Regions from separate parts of the Zea mays genome. Here regions 1 and 3 are each linked to region 2. Evidence: chromatin contacts called from public Hi-C data. All regions are on one chromosome and are shown on one strand. The core of a region is the stretch at or near the end of the contact, and the rest is flanking DNA. Distances in the headings are between cores, read along the strand shown.

Region 1 (4,991 bases), core at 2,277-4,776, 130 kb before region 2:
TACTGTTCACGCTGCAGGCGACCGTTGGAGTCGACAATTGCGCTTCTGAGCCGTTGCTCCGCTGGCACACCGGACAGTCCGGTGAATTATAGCGGAGCGGCTCTCCAGAAACCCGAAGGTGAAGAGTTCAGTTTGTACTGTCCCTGGTGCACCGGACACTGTCCGATGCTCCAGACCAGGGTTCTCTTCGGTTTCTTTTGCTCCTTTCTTTTGAACAAAACTTTGATCTTCTTATTGGTTTGTGTTGAACCTTTGGCACCTGTAGAATATATAATCTAGAGCAAACTAGTTAGTCCAATTATTTGTGTTGGGCATTTCAACCACCAAAATCATTTAGGAAAAGGTTTGACCCTATTTCCCTTTCAACCATCATCAGTTGCTCGATTTGCTAGCCATCGCCATCCTCTGATCACGATTCATTGTCCATATGTAGTGTTAAACATTCTAAGGTGAGTCCAGCAAGAACTCATGACCTAATGAAAATGTGACATCTAAAATGAACTTGTGAACTTTGATGAGGTTGTGTGTTTGATGAAACTATGATGATCTTGTAAACTTGAGTCCAAAAGTTATTTGTATTACTGAACATACCCTCTGCAAGTTGTACGTCTTATTGTGCTATGTTGCATTGCGCCAAAACAGTTGTGGTGTGCCAATTTTTAGATTGCTTGACTTATTATTCAATTTTTATTTTTTCTTGTGTAGACCATGGAGGATCAAAGCAGCTAGGTGCATCTTCAAAACTATAATTATGATGACTACTTAGATGGTCTTATATCTTTCATAAGTGTTGCAAAGGCAGATATGTTGAATGGACAAAAGACATCTATGTGTTGTCCATGCGTTGACTATGATAATAAAAAGAATTTTTTTGATAGTCCATTCCACCTAATAATTCAAGGATTCATGGGTGACTATAAAATGTTGGAACAAGCATGGATAAGGTGTCGACGATTGAGACATAGCGTAGGTTGTTGGTCATGATAGCAAGGAAGGACTTCATGAAACTCATGTCAATGGTGAGGTAAGACAGGTTCGTCAGGTTGAGGCACGTGAGCTCCAGCCTCTAGGCTCTAGGTGCAGCAAGACCAGGAACAATGATATGTTTTGTGTTTACCAACGTGGTTAAACTGGTCATTGGATCAATTGTTGTGTTTGTGGATCTCTCGAGATTTGTGGAACCATGACAATGTTGCTTCAATCGTCATCAGACCATCTCATCGATAGCAAACGGTTGCACTGTCATTACTACTCACTATAGATACGAGGATCATAGTAGATGGTTGTGGTGTCAGATTTTTGTCCCAATAAAACCTCTACTATCTCAACAAGCTCTTGTACTTACTATTATGTTTCTTGCCAAAATATGCCATAGAAAAAATCGAGGTTTTAAATCTGTTGTAGTTTATTGTGGTTGAGGCCTAACTAAGTTCAAAAGGAGAAAGAGAAAAGGAATTGAGGCCTTGTTACTATTCTTACTTTTTATGAATACACAAAAGATTCACATGCTATTATAACTAAGATAGAAAAAAATTAACCATACAAAAACATGGTTTCTAACGAGTGTCCTATAGGCAAGGCGGTAATGGGCTCTAAACGTTACACTATAAAACCTAGATCAAATCGGATTAGGATCGAGCTCTATTTCTATTCAAATGTAAACTAAAAATCAATTAAGGGCTCAAACAAATTATGAAGAAATATTTGGATCATGATTCATTACCACCCTTACCTACATGGTCTATAGAATTACAACCATGGATTGAACCATCCTATTTAGCTAAGCACCCGCCGCCGGAACAGTAGAGTAGATAATTGGAGCAAGCAACCGATAGCCCTATTTAGCTAAAACCCTAAGGGTTACACTAATTGGGCCTTAATTCTAGACGTCTAGCCCAAAGCAAAAATAGGCCAGCCGTCAGCCAACTAAACCTATCTAGTTGTCCACACTTTAACTGGATGATTAATCGCTCTTGGTCGACGACTAATCGGACGACTGGACGATTAGTCGACCTAATCGGGTCGAATACACTGGTCGCTCCACTAAAATCGACTAGACCGACTAATCGTGATTAGTCGGATCACTTGTAATCATTGCTTCTATGTGAACGGTTTCGCCCATCGTTGAAACCAGACTAATGACCAAGCGGAAGCCCATTCGTCGCAGCTCCTAGCATATAGCTGTGATGGAGGCTTCCTAAATGCTATCTAGCGGACGATTGTGAGAGGGACTGAGCGCTTCCTTGGACTTAATGCAATCTATGACAACTTATTCATTCTCCTATTATATTTTAAGCTTCACTATATGTAAACAGTAAAGTACCGACATAGTTATGCTCCTTAATTTGGATAATCAGAAAAGAAATGTAGAGTGGGACTTCCGAACCACTATAATTTACTCCATCTATTCATTTTTATTTATCGCGGATTAGTTCAAAAATAAACTAGAACAATAAATATTCGAGAACGGTGATAGTACATGTCAATCTTGTGCCCCCTTCCCAAATTTTTTTTTGCCTAAGGTCGATCATTGCGTGTTTAGCAGCTTGTGGACATAGGAACACAAAGAAGAGAAATTAAGATGAAAAAAAATGAAAACCATACGCATTACTACTAGTTAACAAGGCTGTACATAACATACGTGGTATTAGTAGCCATTATACTGCTGCACGGAAAGAGATCGTCAAAAACAGAGAAGCACGCTCGCTCTTTTTTATGTCATCGCGCCAACCAATGGATCCATGGGAAGACAAAGCTTCCATCTCCCTTTCCACGCACGCAAGCTAATCGCATCAGCGCGCAATAATTGACCACAAAAAAAAACTAAGAAAAAAAGGAAGGACTGACAATAGCAACCACGTACGCTCATTGATCACCTGAACGATGAATTTATCTGTACCAATTTGGTCTGAAACAACCTCTTGAGTCACACATCTCATGAATACATACACTGTACTGGTTGGTTTCACATCACCAGGAAGGATGAACAACATCTACGAGAGCCAAACAACAACCATGGAGAGCGGTGGTGTGCGTGCTCTGAGGATCAGGACCAACCGTAGACGAGGTCGAGGTAGCGGTCCTTGACCCACCTGAAGCTCTTGCGGAGGGAGCCCTTCACCCTGCCCTCCACGCCGTACGCCTTGTACGCCGCCACGCGGCGCTTGCGGTCCATGTCCGGGTCCGCCAGCCACCGCCGCTTCGACTTGCTCCGCTTCACCTCCTCCTCACCCGCCCCCGGGCCTCCGTACTCGTACTGGTTGTACGAGTAGGACGACGGCCCCGTCCCGCCGGCGCTGTAGGAGTAGGACCGGAAGTCCGCCCGCGCGCCTCCTCCTCCGCCGCCGCCGCCGCCGTAGTACGGCTCGATCTGCATGCGCCCGCCCGCGTACGACTTGGACCGGTCCATGGCTAGCAGAGCAGGCCAGCAGGCTATGGGCGATCGGGCGGTCGAGGCAGAGGCGAGGGATATGACGACGACCACCACACGGCGACTAGTGATAGTTAGCGACGGTTTGGTTGGGAGTGGGAGGAGAAATGGAGGTGGGAGCTGCGGTGGTTGTGAATATATGTACGTGCTCGATTGGTTTGGACGGGGAACGGAGAGAGCGACTCGTACTGTATCTGTAATTCTGTATCCATCCAATCCAAGCGCGCGGTTTTGCCACTGTTTTGTGTTTTCAAATTAAGGACCCAAAACCCAACCCAAGTCCTCGTTGACGAATTCTAGACAGAAGAAAAGTCAGTAGGCCGGGGTGTATGCTGTTTGGTGTAGGTCAGTAGGTGTACGCACGACAAACCGTTGCCGGTGGCATCACTCTTCTGGTAGGTTTTAAACACACACGCGGTGCGAACGAATTAGGGGGCGGCTGATTAATTGATCGTTACGCGGAAAAGAATCCATCAGTTGGTTCGTGTCGTGGTGGTCGGCGTTGGCCAGCTGACGCGGATGGCTAGTCACAGATATCGTTGGGTACTTGGGTTGCCGAGGTGCCGGGAGTCACGGGTTGTTTCTAATAAGGCCTCATTCGGTTGTGCCTAACTAGACCAGTTTGAGTCTGGAATAGGAACCAATCCAGATTAAAATCCAGGTCTAATAAAAATCCAGGATCCTATTTTTTTTCGTGTTCGTTTAAGCCCATTAGAATTCTAGCCTATGGGTTTGGATTTTTTTTTTGACTTGAGGAGGTTCTGGATCGGATCCAGGAGTCGTATGGTCTGGAAAAAACCCTGGAAGCGAGTGAGCGAGCGACGGCGGCGGCGCAAGCGAGACACTGGCAAGCTCTACTCCGGCAAGCTTCTCTTCGGTTGGATAGATCTACTCTCCACCTCTCTCTCCCTGTCTTTGTTGCTTCAGAGAGGTCGAAGTGGGTAGATCCGTTTGGTACCTTCACCAGGAGACAGAAGTGGGCAGATCCGGCCATACATGAAGATGTGCTTGCCGACGGGGAGGCCGAGCGATGGCAGCGCACAGCAGAACAGGCGGATGTCTCGGGACAGCACTGTCTTGGCGACGAGTCTGCATGGGACCTTCCGGCGGGTTGGATAGCTGCGGCGGAGCGCCGGTATGACCTGCTATGGCTCTCGCCATACCTTGTCGTAGTCTACTAGTCTTTTTCTCTAACATCGCTGGCATGCCGACTCCACTTCCGCAGTCTGCTTCTCCGTCGCCGGCCGCCGCCATTCTAGTTCTCCTCTCCAGCTCTGCCCGTCAGTCTACTAGTCTTTTTCTCTAACGTCGCTCGTAGCCTCGCTGAGTCGCTCGCATGCCGACTCCACTGCCGCAGCCTACTTCTCCGTCATCGGCCGCCGCCATTCCAGCTCTCCTCTCCAGCTCCGCCCGTAGCCTGCTTCTTCGCTCGCGTCTTGTTCGCTCCGGTCTGAGTGTCCGTTTGTCAGATAGAAAAAAGACCTTCTATTTGCCTGATAGTAAAACTCAGAAATCAAGCGTTCTCTGGATGCTTGAGATATATTAGATGAGGATTTCTGCG
Region 2 (4,596 bases), core at 931-3,430:
GTTCTTCCGTTCGAGAAATTTCAAGGGTGTGACATTCTCCTCGGACCAGAGATGCGCAGCACCGGGGAGGTGATGGGCATCGACTACGAGTTCTCCGGTGCCTTTGCAAAGGCGCAGATTGCTGCGGGACAGAAGCTCCCCCTAAGCGGCACCGTGTTCCTTAGCCTGAATGATCTGACGAAACGGCACCTTGCTGAGATCGGGCGTGGGTTCCGGGAGCTTGGCTTCAGCATCGTCGCCACGTCTGGAACAGCCAAAGTGCTCCAGCTCGAGGGCGTCCCGGTGGAGCCGGTACTAAAAATCCATGAGGGGCGGCCAAATGCCAGAGATATGCTGAAGAATGGCCAGATACAGATCATGGTGATAACAAGCTCGGGCGACGCTCTCGACTCCAAAGACGGCCTCCAGCTTCGTCGGCTTGCCCTCGCTTACAAGGTGCCGATCACCACGACCGTGGACGGTGCACGGGCCTCCATCGATGCCATCAAGAGCTTGAAGAACAAGTCGATCGAGATCCTCGCCTTGCAAGATTACTTCCAGACTGCTGATGCTTCGGAGGATTTACAGGCGGTGGCACGAACCGCCCCTTAGTGGTGTCTCTTCTTTTCCCATATATAATGTGAGCCTAGCTCAAAGCCAAAACCACATCCCAAATGAAAATTTTGTTTATGGTTGCACCTGCAGCATGCATGCGCAAAGACAGGCATCCAGATTGTATCGGTCACAGGCATGGCTGGACAGAATCGGTGTTGGGCGAACGTAGTTGTAGTTTGTCATGTTAGAAGGGTGATAGCATCCATGGAAATAAGGCTTCTTCCCAACTGCGGTTTTGATGACGAGTACCATACCATATCATATCCCTTGTGGAGGTTTATTTACATTGTATCATTGTCTCACAAAAACGAAAATGTGCGACGTACATGTATTGTTATGCTTATGCATGTTATAATCAGATTCTTTGATGAGTAGACAGGCATTTTACTGTACAAGAAACGGTTTGTGTCAAGGAAGTATTATTAGGTGGTACTGTACAACTAGGGATGGCAATGGAGAATTTATCGTTGGGGAATAGCTCTTTATCCTTGTGACTAAACAAATTCTCCGTGGAGATATTCACAAACGCTTGCGGAAGATATTTCTTTTCTATCCCCGTTTCCGATGGTGATCCTGTCACCGCTTAAATTACAATTAAGATATTTTTATTAATATAAACACTGTCACTTATACACATTGTTAGATGTAAAAAATCATTACGTGTATATTAAAATGAACACATTTATACAATGAGTAATCTTTTGATAAGATAATTATTTATTTTTATCATTAGCTAGTACATGAAAAGATCATTACGTATAAGTTTAACGGATCTCCGCGTGGAACAGGATAGGGAATGCTTTCCTGTTGCCATCCTCGTTTACCCGTCGGAGGAAGAGATTCCCGTTTATTTTTCCGTGGGGAAAAACTTCTCTATCCCATCCTTTAAATAGAGGAATTCTCCGCGAAATCGAGGATCGGGTTTCCATTACCATCTCTATGCTGGTCAGTGGCACATAATGTGTGTTCGACTGAATTCTCATGAAGTTCTCCTAAAATCTCATAAAGAGCTTGACCAATCATTATTCATTAAGCTCTGTGTGGACTTGAAAAACTAAAAATTAAGTTGCAGACAGTGCTATCAATACTTAAAAAGTTGAACATTTATTGTTTCCACTTCTCTTGATATGTCTCGGACTTGGTTTTGTTGAATAGCACATAGACCGCCAACGGAAATGAACAAAATACACCAATCAGAAAAGCAAAGACAGAAATTTGAGTAATAACTTAATTTTACTCGAGTGGTGGTGGTGGTTCATTCATCGAGCGTTTGCTACTTGGGTTTAGGGCTGGTTTGACATGGCAGTTCGAGTGCTGGACCTGGACTGATGATGAGGCTACCTGTAACGACAGACCATGTCCCATCCCATCTACTACCAGTCTACCACAAGCCAAAACGACAGGTACTGTCTACTGTACATCCCTAACCGGCCAGCACTGAGAACGTTCTGCACTTCTGCTCATGCGCCAAAAACCAGCCCGTGCTATAGAAATGAGGGCTAGTTTGGGAGCCCAATTCTCGGTAGGAAAAAATTGGGCATTTCCCCTTGGCTAAAACCCACCGTGGAAATGGGCCCCGTGAATTTTTTCGGCTCGTTTGGAACGCGCTCACCCGGGCCAGCGCTCTCCCGACCCGGCGCACAGTTGGACAGTTGGTGGCAGAGCGGACGACAACGCACGCGCGCCTCTTCCTCCTCCTCCCCGCCGCCGCCGCCGCCGCCGCGCGCGCCTTTGCGTGCCCCATACCGTCTCCTCCAACACGCTCCCCTCGTTGGCATCAATTTCCCATCCCACCTGTCCACCGTCGCCCGCCGCTATCTCGCACCCGAACCCAGCGCCTCCCTCGTCGCCGCCGGCGCGCCGCCATGGTGTCGCAGCACGGCATCCTCCTCGCAGTTAACATCATCTCCGACCATTTCGGTCCTATCGTATCCGTAAGCCCGCTTCCATCCCCTCCTTCTCCCCTCCCCGCCGTTCCTCGCACGCTCTCCCTAACACTCGCCAGCCCAATCCTTTCTTCCACAGAAAGTGTGTGGCTGCCTTCTGCGCCACGGCGCGCTGTCGTTGCAGGATATCGTCCGCCGCCTCGAACTCTCGCCCGGGCAGGTGAAGAACTCCCTCCTCATTCTCATTCAGCACAACTGCGTTCAGGCCTACACAAGCCCCAGAGGCAAGCCTCTCTGCGAACCTTGCTTATAGCATCTGATTTAGTGCGCTATCAGAATTTGATGCCACTATTGGGCGGCTTGCAGGGGCTGGCGATAGGACAGTGACGCTCTACCTGGCCATCTTCGACAATGTTCTGCACCGGCTGCGCTTCTCAAAGTTCCTTTCCGTCGTCCGTGTGGATATTCCTGAGGTAGTTTGTATAAGTTTGGTTGCAATCATTTTGTTTATGCTGTTATATTTGAAGGGCCTATTTGGATACATGGGGACAACAATTAGCTCATATTTTTTTGATACCAATTAGAAAGACTAAACATAGGCAAAATCTGAGCTAATAAGAGCTAGTGATGGCTAGTTGGTGGTTAGAGTCCATTAGTCCTTATTAGGCTATAACTACCTCCTGTTTATTCTAATTTCACAAGATGGGCTAATTTTTAGGGATCCAAAGGGCAGACCCAGTGTCGGAGGCTTCAATATGAGTGTGGTCTAGAGAAGGGATAAACCGAGACAGGCCTTCTCCGCGCAAATGCAGAGAGGCTGTTTCCAACCCGCGACCTAGTGCCTCAGTGAGATAACTCTCACCACTGCATCAGCCTGCCCTTCAGCTCTATGATCCAAACAGACCCTAAAATCGAAACTGGTGTAATCAGTTGTGACAGTTTTTCTCTAATTGCTGAAGTCAGTATGGAGTAAAAGGTAGGTAGATGTGGTGGTTTGATAGATGCATCTTCACCTTGCTTAATGTTCCAGAGTAGTGGTATGGGCCAATGGAGTTTCTTAGTGCTACACTGAAGATTGTCAGGTCAAGCTAGAATGTGCACCATTAGTCAGATCTGGTGCCTTGGGTAGTTTGCACAATTGCACTTGACATTGTCAATAACATTGACACATTCATATTAGAGGGAGCTGTTCTAAACTTCTAACTGGGTAGTTTGCATTCGACATTGTCCTGTTATAGTGTTATGGCCTGCTTAGGGGGCTGTGCTGTATTAGAGGATTGAGAGTCTTCGAGGGTGAATATTTTTTTAACAGAACACTTGAGAATGGCATATGCTCGATGGCACCCAAAGACAACGCTGAGGGGCACATTATGATCTAGATCTATTAAAATATTATTATTTAAAAAATCACAACCTAGATATGGAAACCCAATCTAACTAACAACCTATGTAAACTAATGTTGCTGCATCGTCCCTCCTGCTGATCTGGCCTGACATGTCCCTACTCGTAAAGGTTGAGTATGTTCAAGATATTGTGTCTTGTTTGCATCCTAAACTTGTGAGTTATAATAAGTGTTAGAAAGCATTTTGTTCACCAATATTGATCATATATGGTCTAATTAATCAGTTAACCTTGGAGTTAGAAAGTGCAACCTGTGATGCCTATCCTAAATGTTCGATTTAATTGGTTATGCTCTTTTGTGATTTGCTAACTACAGTATCAATTATTGGTTTGTGACAGTTGATAAGACTATAATAGAATTAAGAGACATGGTTATAACTCTTAACATCAACTTCTCTTTAGTCAATGCACTACTTGAACCACTGAAATTGTCATTCATTTCATTTTATTCTTTGTAAAAAAGAAGCACTTGTTGTAACTTTAGGTCCCAACATATTTAGTCATAGTTAGCTTTTTGATGATGTTTTGCAACTCACAGTCAGAAGTTCTTCTCGAAGGATTACTTCAGAATGGTAGGCTAACATTTGAGCAACTTGTGGAGCGAACAATATTTAAAGTATCAGAAGGTTGGTATTTTTGTTGATGTGGTTATATGACCATTCTTTGCTCTTTTTTATGATAATGTTTGCTTTCTTTGTTGCATAAACTTTCGCC
Region 3 (4,407 bases), core at 975-3,474, 190 kb before region 2:
CTTCTTTTTTCCTTTCTGCTCCTGCTCTTGTATCAGAGAATAAGCGATCTGCGCACAATAATAGTAGTTTAAGCCTTTCTTTCTTGTGAAGAATAACCACAGTATCCTACTTAGTACTACAGAGAACTCTCTAGAAAGGGGTGCCAGTACTTATGCAGAGTATATGGTCACTAACTCATGATAATGCTAAGTTCTAAAGCTTTGTGCCAAAGAAGAGAACATGATCACACATTGATAGTACAGAGAAATTAACCTACTTATGAAATTCACTATAAATTGTTCATATGAGCAAGTAAATATATGTCGTGATTACCTGTGTATCCATCACATTGTGCAGTTTGATGCCAAACTGAAAATACAAAGCCTGCAAAAAGTGATAAAGTCTAAACTAGTTAGTCAAGTCTACAATCTCCTAAAAGGACAAAAAGAAAACATAGCAAGCTAAAAGTTCCCAATGCATAATTAGGCACCTCGCTGTCCCTTTTACAATCATGAATAACTTTGGTGATATGATCAGACTCAAGTGCGGGCTTACAAGCTTGAATAAGTTCTTTTCCACCCTCAATAGCATCAACTAGGTAAACAGCGTCAGGGAATGCAAGCTGCAATATAACGACAACCAACAAAAAGTATGTCATGTCAGTATCTTAGATGTAGAGAGATGGACACTTTAGGACAACCTCAAGAGCAAGTCAAGTATATATAAAAGTTAGATGAAACAGTAGGCAAGTCTGCAGAAAGATACTTATAAATGTTTGACCCTTGAATTCAAAGTATCGAAGTATATATCTAGCACAATTCATGGAAAAACGAAGGCCATTGAAGCTGAAGGTAATGAAGTAACATTTTAGTCCAGTTATAAGAAAAATGCATGGCTGCTGCATACAGAGCGATGTCACAATCATGAAACAAAATCATATAATACAACACCATGACTGCTAAGGTTTACTTTTGCTCACCTGCATAATACAGAGAGCACCATTGCGACAGAGATCAACACCTTCACAGTCAAATCCAATTACCAACTTCTGGGCAGCTGAGGGTTCAAGAAACTCGACTGGGAGTTGACCAGGTTTGGTAACGATATGACAGGGGGGGCATGGTAATTCTGGGATGTTATCTGCAAGAGAACTCAAGTGATCAAAACAAAGCAAGTAAAATTGGTCCATCGGTGCACATCTGTACAAGCAAACCCCAAATCAATGGGAAATTATATGGACAAAAACAGTTCCAGGTTCTGAGCAAGATAAGTGATCCTAGCAATCAAAAAATCTACCAACAAACACACAGGTAGCTAGATGCAGCCAATTTCACTGCCAAACTATTAAGTAAATGGGTAAGGTGCATGGGAATGAAATCATAAGAACCTCTTATTCCAGGATTTCTGGTACAATGCAGCTCTACAACTAATTCCCTATCAATGCTAAAAAGAAGTACTGATAAAGTAGCAAGCACCTATCAGCAGGTAACTAGCACAAGCACTAGGATATCTACAAATTATTTGCATACAAAGTACAGAACTATTGGCAGTTCACGACACAAGTATTTCACTTGAACTATCGGCATTCACTCCATGAAGTCGTCCTGCAAACCCGCCCAAAAAATCCTCGTCCTAGAGCAACCCGCACGAAGTAACTAGCTGCGCAATCAAAAAGCATCTGCATACCAACAGTACGACCCTAAAACCCTAAGATTAAACCATGACACAAAACGCTCCAACAAAATATAGCAAAGTATAAGCTAAAAAAACAAGTACACGAGCACTAAACGAACTCCCAGAACCCTAAAAGCAGAGGACGACGATGCAGCGCCCCGGGCACAGACGTCGGGCTCTCGCCGCGCGGGCGCAGCACTATGAGCGCGAATGGGGCACTTCAAGCGAAACGGAGTACCGGGCAGCAGGATCGCAGCGCCCTGACCCTCCACTATTTACACCACGAGCAGAGCAACACTGGGAGAGCCGAGCCACCAGGAGGATGAAGAGAGGACGGGAGGGGGAGGCAGAGGCAAGTGCCGCACCTGAGGGGGCGTCGGTGTCGCTGGTGGCAGCGGAGTCGAGGGGCTCGGATTGGTGTGAGGCTGAGGCCATCTCGATCCCCTCACGATCGCTCGCAAAGGGGGAGGGAGGCAGGAGGCGAGCGCACCGGCGACGGAGAAGAACAAGGACAAAAAGAGACACGAGGACGAGGGATGCGCGGCCGCGCCTAGACGTTGCTGCGGCGACGGTTACTGCCGTGTCCCGCGGCTGTCGGCTGGGCTTGGGCCTGGTCATGCATTGCGTGAGCTACACCGGCAGGCGGCAGCCCAGTCTGTGATGGTGATTAGTGCTGGGAATTGGGCCGGGACGGTGATTGTGATGCACTGAGGCTATTGGACTCCCTGGACGATCTATCATCAACCATCGTAATCTCATTTTTTTTTCAAACTCCAGAATCAGATATCTTCCCCTGGACTCTCGAGACCATTCAGATTAACTTCCTGGCCTGTTTGAAGTAGTTTTAAATGTATTTTTGTCTCCTTTATTTGTACACAAAAAAAACAGTAAATGCTTGATAAGGCTGTCAAATAAAACATCGAAAATATCTCTAAATCTATACCTATATTATATTATATGTCTAATATTAAAAAGGCAAAATTTTCTCTCCACATATTTTTCGGTGCACCTCCCTCTAACTACCCAATTAGTAGAAAATTTATTATGTTGTTATAGTCTGATTTCAATACACAGCGAGTCAGATCCTCTGTATCCAGTATTGGCATGATTGGTTGCCCACTCGCGTCCATCCACGCTCTCCACATGCATTGATGTAAAGCCCAAAATTGATACAAAAAAATAATAAAATAAAGAAAAATATATTTATGATAGTATTTCAAGAATTATTAAAAACTTTGGGAAATTTATTAGGACCCTTTTTCCTGTTCATAATCAATTAATAATATTAAATTAATTAAGTAGCTAACAAAGAAATAAAAAAGGTACATCTCTTGCTAAGGATGTTGTAGTGATACATTCTATTGAAAACATATATTTAATCCCAAACCATAAATGGAAATATAAAATAGAAAATGAGAAAAGAAAATTTATTTAAGTCTAGAATTAAATAATGGAATGGGAATAAATAATAATATTGAAATTAATAGGATTTATATTCACATTAGGATAAATTTTGGCACTTGAAAAATGAAAGATCAAAATAGGAATTAGAATTTGAGTTTGAATGTTTGCAAAACAGAAATAGAAAAGAAAAGAAAAAAAAAAGAAGAAAGACTTCGGTTTGGGCCCAACAAACCTCTTTTGCCCCAACACTCCTGCGCGACCCAGCCACCCCTCCGCCAACGTGCCTACACTCACCGACCGGTGGGTCCTCGGTGTCAGCCGACCACCGCGTACACCTTGGTCGCAATTGGCTGACACTCGGGGCCCCGCACCAGTGGGTCTGGTTCATACGTGCGTCGGCCGTTTCGCTATCAGGTGGGCCCGGGCGTGCAGACTTATCTCCTTCGCGCGCGGCGGCGTCGGTGGTTGTTGCAACAGCTCCCCGCAAAATCGCCGGGCTCGGAGTGGGGTTTGTGTTGGTCGTGTAGTCCTTATAAGATCCAAGGCGTTCGAATGCTCCTATGACTCGTTCGGCTTGGTCTAGCCCCTATCCATAGTAAGAATCGTGGGTATGCGGGGTGAGTTCATGGCCACCGCCATTGATTCTCACCGGAGTGGAGCCTTAGTCTCCTGTCGTGCCTCTCGGGTGCTGGTCTTGCTGTCTGGGTGTCGCGACAGGGGGTTAATCAGCGGGTGGCTCATCGAGCTCTCAGAATTTATCATCGATGATCATCGTCACACCGCGGGCCGCTCTTCATCATGGTCTGGTCTGTTGTCACCTCCATCGCTGGTGAGGATACTTTCCTATGATTCACGTGCAACTCCTCTACGTTTTGTGCACCTCAGTACTCGGATATTGTGCATTGGGTGTCGGGATGGCCATCGCCGGTAGGGATGCGTTGTGGGTTGTGGTGGCGCTGTTGCCTGGAGACCAAGGGGAGAAGAGGGAGTGCGGACCGTCGATCTCACATGTACGGTTTAGATTAGAGACAGCTTACCGGTTCGGGGTGAGGTGAGGGGAGAGTGTTAGCCGTGGATCGCGGATCCGGTGGCCAGGATCCGATCACATTTTAACACTTCGCTCGCCAATCCTGACCGCCGATACCCGATCGGACGGGTACATTAGGTAAGCCATTCATTAAACGTTAACTGTTGATCCCTGATCGGACGTCCCAGATAGCGTACCAGTTCGATTCTAATTGGGGCAATGTGTTTCTGATCCAACGGCTCTGGTTGCTCCTTACCCCCTTCGTCGTGCACTTCTTTCAAAAGAGCCCTCGACCTTTCTCGTTATAAGCCCACAGTCAAAG

The links. A called contact is a pair of places that touch in the nucleus more often than the background predicts.
Region 1: a contact with region 2 is called in a Hi-C map of leaf, with 5 times the contacts expected there. The contact joins the promoter of LOC100276175 here to the promoter of LOC103651514 in region 2. A contact is called at or near these places in 8 of 25 Hi-C or Micro-C datasets (ear, endosperm, leaf and 3 more).
Region 3: a contact with region 2 is called in a Hi-C map of tassel, with 5 times the contacts expected there. The contact joins the promoter of LOC100276743 here to the promoter of LOC103651514 in region 2. A contact is called at or near these places in 9 of 25 Hi-C or Micro-C datasets (bundle sheath, ear, endosperm and 4 more).

The regions. Positions count from the first base shown.
Region 1 is chr3:224,792,747-224,797,737 of Zm-B73-REFERENCE-NAM-5.0, forward strand. LOC100276175 reads right to left here and starts at 3,527. Exons shown (of 1, transcript NM_001150025.2): 1 at 2,903-3,527. The coding sequence starts at 3,409. The coding sequence ends at 3,047.
Region 2 is chr3:224,926,824-224,931,419 of Zm-B73-REFERENCE-NAM-5.0, forward strand. It overlaps LOC103651514, which reads left to right and starts at 2,181. Exons shown (of 16, transcript XM_008677156.2): 1 at 2,181-2,528; 2 at 2,620-2,764; 3 at 2,847-2,953; 4 at 4,421-4,508. The coding sequence starts at 2,460. LOC103651512 (carbamoyl-phosphate synthase large chain, chloroplastic) reads left to right here. Exons shown (of 3, transcript XM_008677154.4): 3 at 1-984. The coding sequence ends at 591.
Region 3 is chr3:224,738,080-224,742,486 of Zm-B73-REFERENCE-NAM-5.0, forward strand. It overlaps LOC100276743 (3'-5' exonuclease domain-containing protein / K homology domain-containing protein / KH domain-containing protein), which reads right to left and starts at 2,225. Exons shown (of 10, transcript NM_001150459.2): 1 at 2,020-2,225; 2 at 960-1,120; 3 at 471-602; 4 at 314-364; 5 at 1-48. The coding sequence starts at 2,089.